Linked DNA regions of Oryctolagus cuniculus: region 1 is linked to region 2. The links are chromatin contacts, called in public Hi-C maps. All regions are on one chromosome and are shown on one strand. Each heading gives the region's core, a stretch centred on a gene start, on an enhancer-like site or on the middle of the called end of the contact. The rest is flanking DNA. Distances are from core to core; before and after follow the strand shown.

Region 1 (4,737 bases), core at 339-2,838, 160 kb after region 2:
GGGAGCAGTGCCAGGAACCCCTAGGAAGGCTGCACTTGGTGCACCTGTCTTATAAGACACTGAATGTCCAGGGGCGGTGCCTTCCTAGAAGAGCCTAGCCCCTACTCCTGGTGCCTCCGGTGTAGACTTTATCAGGCCCCAGAAGCTCTGCTGCACCTTGCAGTTGCCCTGGTTTCCCTTTGATGATTGTAAGTCAACTCCTCGCTAAAGATTAACTCATTAAATTAAGGGAGTGGCACAGGGTAAGGCCAGACCAAGACCCTGAATCACAAAAACTCAGATGCCCCTCTAGCTACAGTGTCAAGGCCAGCCTCTATTCTGGAAGCTTAGCAGGTTCTCTCAGGTCCTGATCAAACAAAGTAATATCCAGTCCCACAGATCCGAGGTCCACCTCCGCCATCACAAAAGGAAACACGTGGTCCCCTGTCACTGATTAATCAAAGGCAGGCCACAAGCATCGAGGACCAACAAGAGGCCCCACACAGGCTGAACAAGCACGCTCACCTCCACCTTAATCTGTAAAATTCACTGCCTTTATCCCTCGGAGGTCTAGGAAAGGAGGAAAGCTGCCTGGCTGCTTACTGTGTGCACCACAAATAAACGCCTGCTTTCTCTCCCCATGCCAGTGTTGGTAAACAGCCAGCGGATCCAGTTCTGAGGATTCTATGGCAATTCCTCCAACCAGTTTGGGGGATGTTCTAGAATACTGGGAGCAGTTGTGGCGTGTGTAGTTCACTTAAAATGTTTACAACAAAACTAAATTGCTTATAGGTTGTATTTCTTATTAAAACACACAGCCCTGAAAAATGTGTTCACCTGCCTTAGTGATACATCTGCTGCTTCTTTTTGGGATACACTGCTCAGTGCCAAGTGGCCCCATTCCTTCCCGCCCTTGCACCTCAACTCCTCCACTTCACCCCCAGTAACTTTAGTCCAGTCCTGCCCTCCCATTTTTACCTTTTCCTGCAGCCACACCAGACTCCCTATCTCAATTCCAATCCCACAGGTTGCTCCCTGTTCTTGCAAGGTGCTCTGACCGGCCCCTGAGGGGAAAGATAGAAATAGGCTCTGCGGCCCGGACAGCACTGGCCGGAGCCTGAGTGTTCAGGTTGGGAGGGGAGAATCTGAAGAGCAGGCTGCTGAGTTCCAGCATCCAGGCATCCTGGGAAAACAGGAAAATTCTCCCTAGAAATGTTCTGACAGCCCCCGAGATTTCCCACCGAGCTACTGTCCTCGGTTGTCTCAGTGCCCACGGCCTCGCCTCCGGTGGCCTCGCAAGCAGCGGCAGAGCTGGGGACCTCACACGCAGGCAATGCACAGTGGAAATAACTGGGGGCCCAAGACCACAGGCTGGAGACCCCGGAGGTGGGCAGGAGAGCAGCCCCCTGCCGCGAACAAAGTCGGAGCGGACAGAGAGAGCGTAAGGCTGAGGCTGGCCTTGCAGGGGCACAGGACACAGCCCACACAGCTCCCAGCGAAGCGCGTTTCCACGTTTCTCTGACTCACGAACGACCCCTGGAGGCAGACACTCCGTGAAACCAGGAGCCATTTCTACCTCTTCAGAACCTGTCTCTACTGCTTGCTTGGTTCTTCCCACCCTCCGCTTTCGAATATGCAGTCAGTTCCGGGTTGGGGACGCAGAGCCTTCTGGGAAATGGAGTTCTGATTAAGAGGATTCTGGGAGTCGTAGTCTTACTTTTCCCTTTGCGCAGGCGGGCTCCCCACTGGGCTTCCCTTGCGCTTGCGCGTGACACTGCTCCGACCAGTGGCCTCTTGGGCTCTTGGTTGGGTAGGTGTTACTGGACTTGCGGGTTCTGTTTGCTTGAGGTGTCACCAATTCATCAGCCTCAAGCCAGAGCTGCACAAAGGGAAGCTTTACTCCTGTGCGGGAAGGTCTAAGTCCCTAAAAACCTGCCTCCCTGAGAAATAGTTTGCCAAGGCTTTTATAGCCTGGGTCAGGATGTAGCAAAAGAGGAAGGGGCGGGGGTCCCTTCTTGCCCTTATATGTAAGCAACATACGCCTTCAACCTTATCTGCTCGGAAAATGGCAGCAAACTCTCCCCTTAGCCAAAGAATTTAGTGGTACAATGAGGAAAGTTCAGTCTAGGTCAGCGAGAGCTGGCTCAGATTCTCGCGGGTTTGGGGTCACCGCTGTGGGGGTCCAGCGGCTCTGAGTCAGTGTTGTAGGATAAGCTGTCGGGGGCATCCTGTGAGAAACAGGCTCAGGGAAGTGCAGAGTGCTCCCGGAGGTCCCGCGGCCCCGCCTGCCTCCTTGCCCAGGTCCTACACTCTGGGTTACATGGGGAGAGGTTAAGGGGTGCACCTGGAGGGAGTGAGTGGGTCTTTCTCAAGGTCTGGCATGTACTGTGCTATGTGGTAATCTCTGAGGTGGGGACAGAGGGGCTGTGTTGTAGGACCTGAGAGATGAGGTATCTGAGGCAGAATCTTGGGGTGTGGGATAGAGTCAGACCAAGGGGTGACTCATCCAACACCTGAGGCTGGGCGAGCCCAGAGGCCCCAGGGAACAGGGCTACAATCCTTTTTGTTAAAACTAGCTGAAATTCAAAATTGAGTGTCCTGTAATTTTTTTTAATTTTTTCTTTTATTTGAAAGAATTACAGAGAGAGGTAGAGACAGAGAGAGAGGTCTTCCATCTGCTTGTTCATTCCCCAGATGGCCGCAATGGCCGGAGCTGTGCTGATCTGAAACCAGGAGCTTCTTCCGGGTCTCCCACGCGGGTGCAGGGACCCAAGGACTGGGGCCATCTTCTACTGCTTTCCCAGGCCATAGCAGGGGACTGGATCAGAAGTGGACAGCCGGGACTAGAACCGGCGCCCATATGGGAGGCCAGCGCTTCAGGCTAGGTCTTTAACCCACTGTGCCACAGCGCCAGCTGTGTGTGTGTGTGTGTGTGTGTGTGTGTGTGTGTAAATCACGTCTTTGATAAAGAGAACGAATCTCCCATCCACTGGCTCACTCCCCAAATGCCTGCAGTTGCCGGGTGGGCCAGGTTAAAAGCCAGGAGCTGGGAACCATCCAGGTCTCACAAGTGGGTGGCAGGGAACCCAAGCACATAAGCCATCGCCTGCTGCCTCCCCAGGATGTGCATTAGCAGGAGGCTGGATCGGACTTGAACCCAGCTACTGCAATCTGGGGGTGCAAGCATCCCAAGAACTGCCGTGCCAAACACCGACCAGAGGGTTACAGTCTTGAAGGAGCCGTCCGTTCCCACCAAAGAGGAGACGGGCAGCAACCCCAGGCCCTGGAAGGTCATGGTGGGTTTCAGGACAGGTGCACTGTGACTCCAGCTGCTGCTTACGATCATTCCCGTGGCTGCAGCTGGAGGGAAGAGAGGAGGGACCCGAGCGGGATGTGGCAGTGTGGATGGAGGAGGGAGGAGCTCAGCTCGGCAGCCCTTCCCTGCAGCCCCGCTGCACTGCCCCAGCCCCTCTGCCCTTTCTGCACAGCAGGGAACTGCAGCTTCAGGGAAAACCGCTCACAACCAGTGTGGGGCAAAAACATCCAACACGGCCGCTGGCTGCTTCCCTGCCGTGACCTTCAGCTAATTGCAATTGCATTATAACAAAGGCAACATGGCTAGGACGCCTACTTCCATCACGCACCTGACAGCATGACACTTCTGAGATTTCCAGAGTCAGGAAGTGGGTGGGACTCAAGCCCACCCCAAACTCTGCCCCTTAAGAATATTCAGCTAAGCCATTCTCCAGACACCAAACTCTAGGCCTCCAGATCATATAAAGGGATGCACCTGGCTCTCACGGAGTGCAGCTGTCTCTCCAGTATGGTCAAACTCCTAGAATGTGTGCCTTTGCTTTGCTTACAAATAAATCTGGCTGGGGCCAGCGCTGTGGCGCAGCAGGTTAAAGCCCTGGCCTGAAGCACCAGCACCCTGTATGGGCGCTGGTTCTAGTCCTGGCTGCTCCACTTCCAATCCAGCTCTCTGTTACGGTCTGGGAAAGCAGTAGTAGATGGCCCAAATCTTTGGGCCCCTGCACCTGCGTGGGAGACCCGGAAGAGGCTCCTGGCTCCTGGCTTTGGATTGGTGCAGCTCTGGCTGTTGTGCCCAATTGGGGAGTGAACCAGCGGATGGAAGACTTCTCTCTTCCTTTCTCTCTTGCTCTTGCTCTGCCTCTCATCTCTCTGTGTAACTCTGACTTTCAAATAAATAAATAAATAAATCTTAAAAAAAAAAAACACACACTCTTGTCCCTTGAAAGACACTGTTAAGAAAGTGAAAAGGAAAGACACTGAGTGGGAGGGAATATCTGCAGTGGACATGTGATGTGAGCTGTTTCCTTAAAATAAATAAATCAATCTGGCATCTCCGCTGACCTTTACCTACATGTCATCCTCCAGTTCTTTCTTGCATTAGAGACAAGAACCTGGACCCGGCCACCCCACACCAGATAGAGAGGTTGAGGAGGAGGGAGGAGGGCTTGAGCAGTCCCAGATTGCTGGTGTGGGGTGTGCCTCTGTCTGCAGATACTCCTCCCGCATTGGGGAATTCTTAACCCCATTCTGTCTGGAGCCGGTATAAGACATGAGGGGCCGTGGATGGGCACGCGTGTGGAAAGTCACGCGCCGAACCATTCAGCTGCCTACACTAACCCAAAGACACAACCCCCCCTCCCACTTGTGCACGACCCCCCACGGCTCTTGGTTGTACCCACCCCTGTGACACACTGGCATGTCAACACACACGGCCACGTTCACGAT
Region 2 (4,257 bases), core at 1,305-3,804:
AGTGACTGTTTCCCCAAAAACATTCTAAATAAATTAAACTGGTGTTTTTGAAGTCTCTAATGCTAGTAAAATATAACCATTTTATTAAAATCAATTCTTCCAATAGTTGTCTGAATATGGTGTGTATACTTTTAAAAACTGCACCTAAGCCATATGGGTTGTTCACTGACCATCTTGCTTGAAGAACTGGAGTCAGTGTGTACCAACCAGGGAGGGGCCGAAGGGGGCTTCTGTCTCCAGAAAACAGAAATAGAAGAGAGATGGCTGGGACTTGGAGAAGATGAGACGTTCTCAGAGATGGAGGAAATCAGAGTGGGAGAATGGTTGCCTGTGCAAAGAGACTGATGGAGACAGAGGGCCTGGAACCAAATCAATCAAATGTTGATGAGAAAAGGAGAGCTAATAGGAATTAAATGACCCGAATTTAATGAAAAAAGGAAAGCCACAACTGAGCAACATGGCAGCAGTGGCAGCGGCAGCCAGGGTCCAGGGCGTGGTCTAGCACAGGCCGCGGAGCTGGCCGGGGGGCTGGGCGACCCTCGGCGCTGCTGCTGCTGGTGACAGAGGAGAGCCCCACTGTCAGACCACGGGGTGCCGTGGTGCGCAAGCAACTCCCAGCTTTTGGGTAGAGCGCGGCTAAAATCGTGCCTAACAGCAAGCCAGAGGTCTGTATGCATCCTGATGGGGTCACCGAGGGCTGACCTTCCTCAGAAAATCACACCAATGCACGTTCAAATCCTTCCCTGTCTGGTCAGCACAGGACAGCCCAACCCGGTACAACCATTCTGAGATTGCCTTCAGCCTGCTGTGCCCGCACTTCCACTCACAGACCCCTGGGAAGACCATACAGATGAGCCGACGCCCAGTGAGTCCCCTGTGTGCACAAGGCAGCCACCGGCCGGAGGGAGGCCTGGGATCCGTCTGCAGTTGTCTTTGCTGACCACCCCTTCCTGAGAAAGGCAGGCATGGGGCCGGCGCTGTGGTGCAGTAGGCTAAGCCTTCCAGCCCCAGATGCTCCATTTCCCATCCAGCTCTCTGCTTATGGCCTAGGTAAAGAAATGGTAGATGGCCCAAGTGCTTGGGCCCCTGTACCCACATAGGAGACCCAGAAGAAGTCTCCTGGCTCCTGGCTTCTGATCAGCCCAGCTGCAGTCATTGTGGCCATTTGAGTGAGCCAGTGGATGGAAGATCTGTAACTCAAATTTACAAAAAAAAATCGGGGCCGGTGTGGTGGCTCACTTGGCTAATCCTCTGCCTGTGGCACCGGCATCCCATATGGGCGCCGGGTTCTAGTCCCGGTTGCTCCTCTTCCAGTCCAGCTCTCTGCTGTGGCCCGGGGAAGGCAGTGGAGGATGGCCCAAGTCCTTGGGCCCTGCACCCACATGGGAGACCAGGAGGAAGCACCTGGCTCCTGGCTTTGGATGGGCACAGCGCTGGCCATAGCGGCCATTTGGGGAGTGAACCAATGGAAGGAAGACCTTTCTCTCTCTCTCACAGTCTGTCAAAAAAAAAAAAAATATATATATATATATATATATATATATATATATAAAAACCCGACAGATGACAGCTTCCAGGGACATCCCCCTCTCTGGCTATGCTGAGTTTCACTACGGCGGTGAGGGGAAGGGGCTGGTGGGGGACGGTGGCTGAGTCAAGAATCCCACAGGCTCGGCTGCACAGTCGTTGGCAGCCCCTCCCCCTCCTGCCTGCCTTTCCTGTCTCAAGCTTGAAGCTGGACAGAAGTAGCCTGAAGCCAAGCAGCTCTAGGGAAGGCCTGGGATCCCAGGAAGCACCTTATCTATAAGCCGAATGTCTGTGTAAACAAACTACTCAGGCTCACTAACAACAACAAACACAAACAGGACTGCCTCAGTGAGTGTTTTGCTTTTAATCCAGTAACTTCCTCAACTCTTACAAATTCTTCCAATATCAAATGCTGTTTTGCTAGACAACAAAATCAGTTTTAGCAGGCAACAGCTTCCAAATATTTGGAGAATCTGGTTTGGATTGCCCTACCAATACAGAACTGATGCTTCCGCCAAGTGGCAGGGCTCTCTCATGGCTGTGCTGCCTGGGCCCCCCCGGGCCCCCCAACCTTTCACTCGCTGTGACTGCATTTCTGCATTTGCAAGCTGAGGTTAGGAGCTTGGTGACAATGGGACAGCTTTATTTTTATGTGAGAAACCACTAGCTTAGACTAGCACTACAATTTCACTCCATATTCTAAAAACCAAAGTGGACAACTGTCAAAAATGCTTTGATAGGGCAATATCCTGAAACGTAACGGGCCCAAGTTGGGAGAAGCTGAAGCGAACAGGGATCCCGCAGGGATGCAGGAGTCTCTGTGACAGCCACGGCCCACAACCCCACGACTCTGTCACGCGGCAGCGTTCCCTAAGTGCAGAGAAGGAGCAGAGACACGGGCTTTGGAGTCGGGCAGACCTGGGCTGGAACCCCCAGCTCCGTGTGGTTCTGGGACCTTCCCGGAGTCCCTAATGAAAGGCGGACAGTCAGCTCTACTTCCGGGGTGGAGGTCGTTAACGAATGGCCCATGGGAAGATGTTACCAAACGCCTGGACCCCAGCCAAGGCAGTCTGCTTTCCGAGGACGGCAGCAGCATATCCCCAGAGAGTACTTCCCGCGGATGCATCCTCTGAAGATCAGGTCTGTCTCAAACACTCAGTTATCCAAAAGCCTCCACTCCCTCTTAGGTCTGTTTGTTTTGTTTTAATGGTGTAATTCATTTGAGTCCGAAGCACGTGAGAAGGTCCCAGGCAATGTAGACAAGTAAGGAAACAGAGAAATATGGAACCACATGTGACACAAAGCTGACTCACGCGGATGGAACGGCTGCACAGAATTAACATCAAAACATCTAAAACGAGACTTGGTGTAGGAATAAGCTATTTTAATCAAGCAAAAACAAATTTATATTCATTATTTCTAAAAATAAAATTAGACTTTTCCAACCCTTAACATCTGCATTTAATAATATCTTCTAACCAAAATACAGATGCTAAAACAGCAATTACAATATATCTTGTACGGCATACAGTACGTCCACTGTTTACACTGACTTAATTCTAGTTGGTCATTATGTACTCGATGCAGACTTCAACATCACTCATCATAAAATTTTCACAATTAACAAAAAATGGGACAAGGCTGTTTTAAAACGGCTCTGCTATAAATTGTATAGAATATACAGAATTACAAAGTCAAGTATTTTTTTATCAAAATATACACCCCTCCCTGAAACTAACACAAGCCATCAACATTTTAAACGAATAGTACAATTATAGAAAATATTTGCAAAATTATTTTTTTTCATGTATAAATATTCTGCCATATTTACTTTGGTCTAGAATTATCAGCATACAAGTCCACTTAAAAAATGTCCACATGTAAGGGCCGAGAGACATCACTACAGTGTCATATTTCATATTTGGAGTTAGATCAGAATGACTAACATACACAGTAATTTTCCTTGATTCATAACCCTAACTGAGATTAAACAAATTAGTTTAATATTGGACTGCTTATTCAATATTCTAGTTATCAATTCAAAAATGATTTTCATAAGCCCTTTGCGACTATCTCTTTAACAAAACCCAAACGGATGGTGCAGGTATACAATATATACAATGTATAAAATAAAGTTAAATTCACTTGCATTTTCCCACTTTCCTCTACTATATAATACTGTATGTAAGTGAAACTAGATGAACAAAAGATAAATGCAGATACAATACCGGGGTTACTTAACGGCAAAGTACTAGAGTATAAAAAGGTCAAGCTTAACCATGTACTCTTCTGGGTGTTCAGATGCATTCTTGCCCACTCAAATCCATACTAAGTCTTCTTCGTGGAGGCATCACAATGCTTGTAGACAGAAACTGGAGTCTCTTGAGCTACCTCTTCATGAGGATAATCTTCCAACTTCGGATGACCTGGGCTTCCCAGCTATCAAATCCAATGAACAAGCATGGCTGCACGTCACCCTTACGCTGGATTCCGAATTCTGCTCCTACCGGTGATCACACAGTAGCAACGTCTGCTCTCTTCCTCCTGTTCTGGCGGTGTTGAAAAACAAGAATCATGAGTTCCAGCTTTCCAGGAACCTGGCCCACAGGATGGAATATCCTGCAGGGCAAATGGACTGAGGGCAATGTTGATGGTGTGGGTTTGTGAGAAAGAACAATGAAAAACTCAAGAAGGTTTTCATCGAGGGGGCCAGAGGCCTGCACATATGAA

What was found. Hi-C and Micro-C count contacts between places; a contact is called where the count stands out from the background.
Region 1: a Hi-C map of embryonic fibroblasts shows a contact between it and region 2, with 1.9 times the contacts expected there. The contact joins two enhancer-like sites. A contact is called at or near these places in 3 of 6 Hi-C or Micro-C datasets (embryonic fibroblasts, psoas muscle and skin fibroblasts).

Annotation. Positions count from the first base shown.
Region 1 is chr4:140,575,388-140,580,124 of mOryCun1.1, forward strand. It overlaps the pseudogene LOC127482692. Among named protein-coding and RNA genes, the nearest start is that of ZBTB38, 66 kb to the left of the region's middle. Within about 2 kb of position 1,589, at least 7 of the 8 cell types and tissues checked have an H3K27ac peak or open chromatin away from gene starts, as enhancers often do.
Region 2 is chr4:140,418,212-140,422,468 of mOryCun1.1, forward strand. It overlaps ZBTB38 (zinc finger and BTB domain containing 38), which reads right to left. Exons shown (of 4, transcript XR_001794623.3): 4 at 2,891-4,257. Among named protein-coding and RNA genes, the nearest start is that of RASA2, 58 kb to the left of the region's middle. Within about 2 kb of position 2,555, at least 1 of the 8 cell types and tissues checked has an H3K27ac peak or open chromatin away from gene starts, as enhancers often do.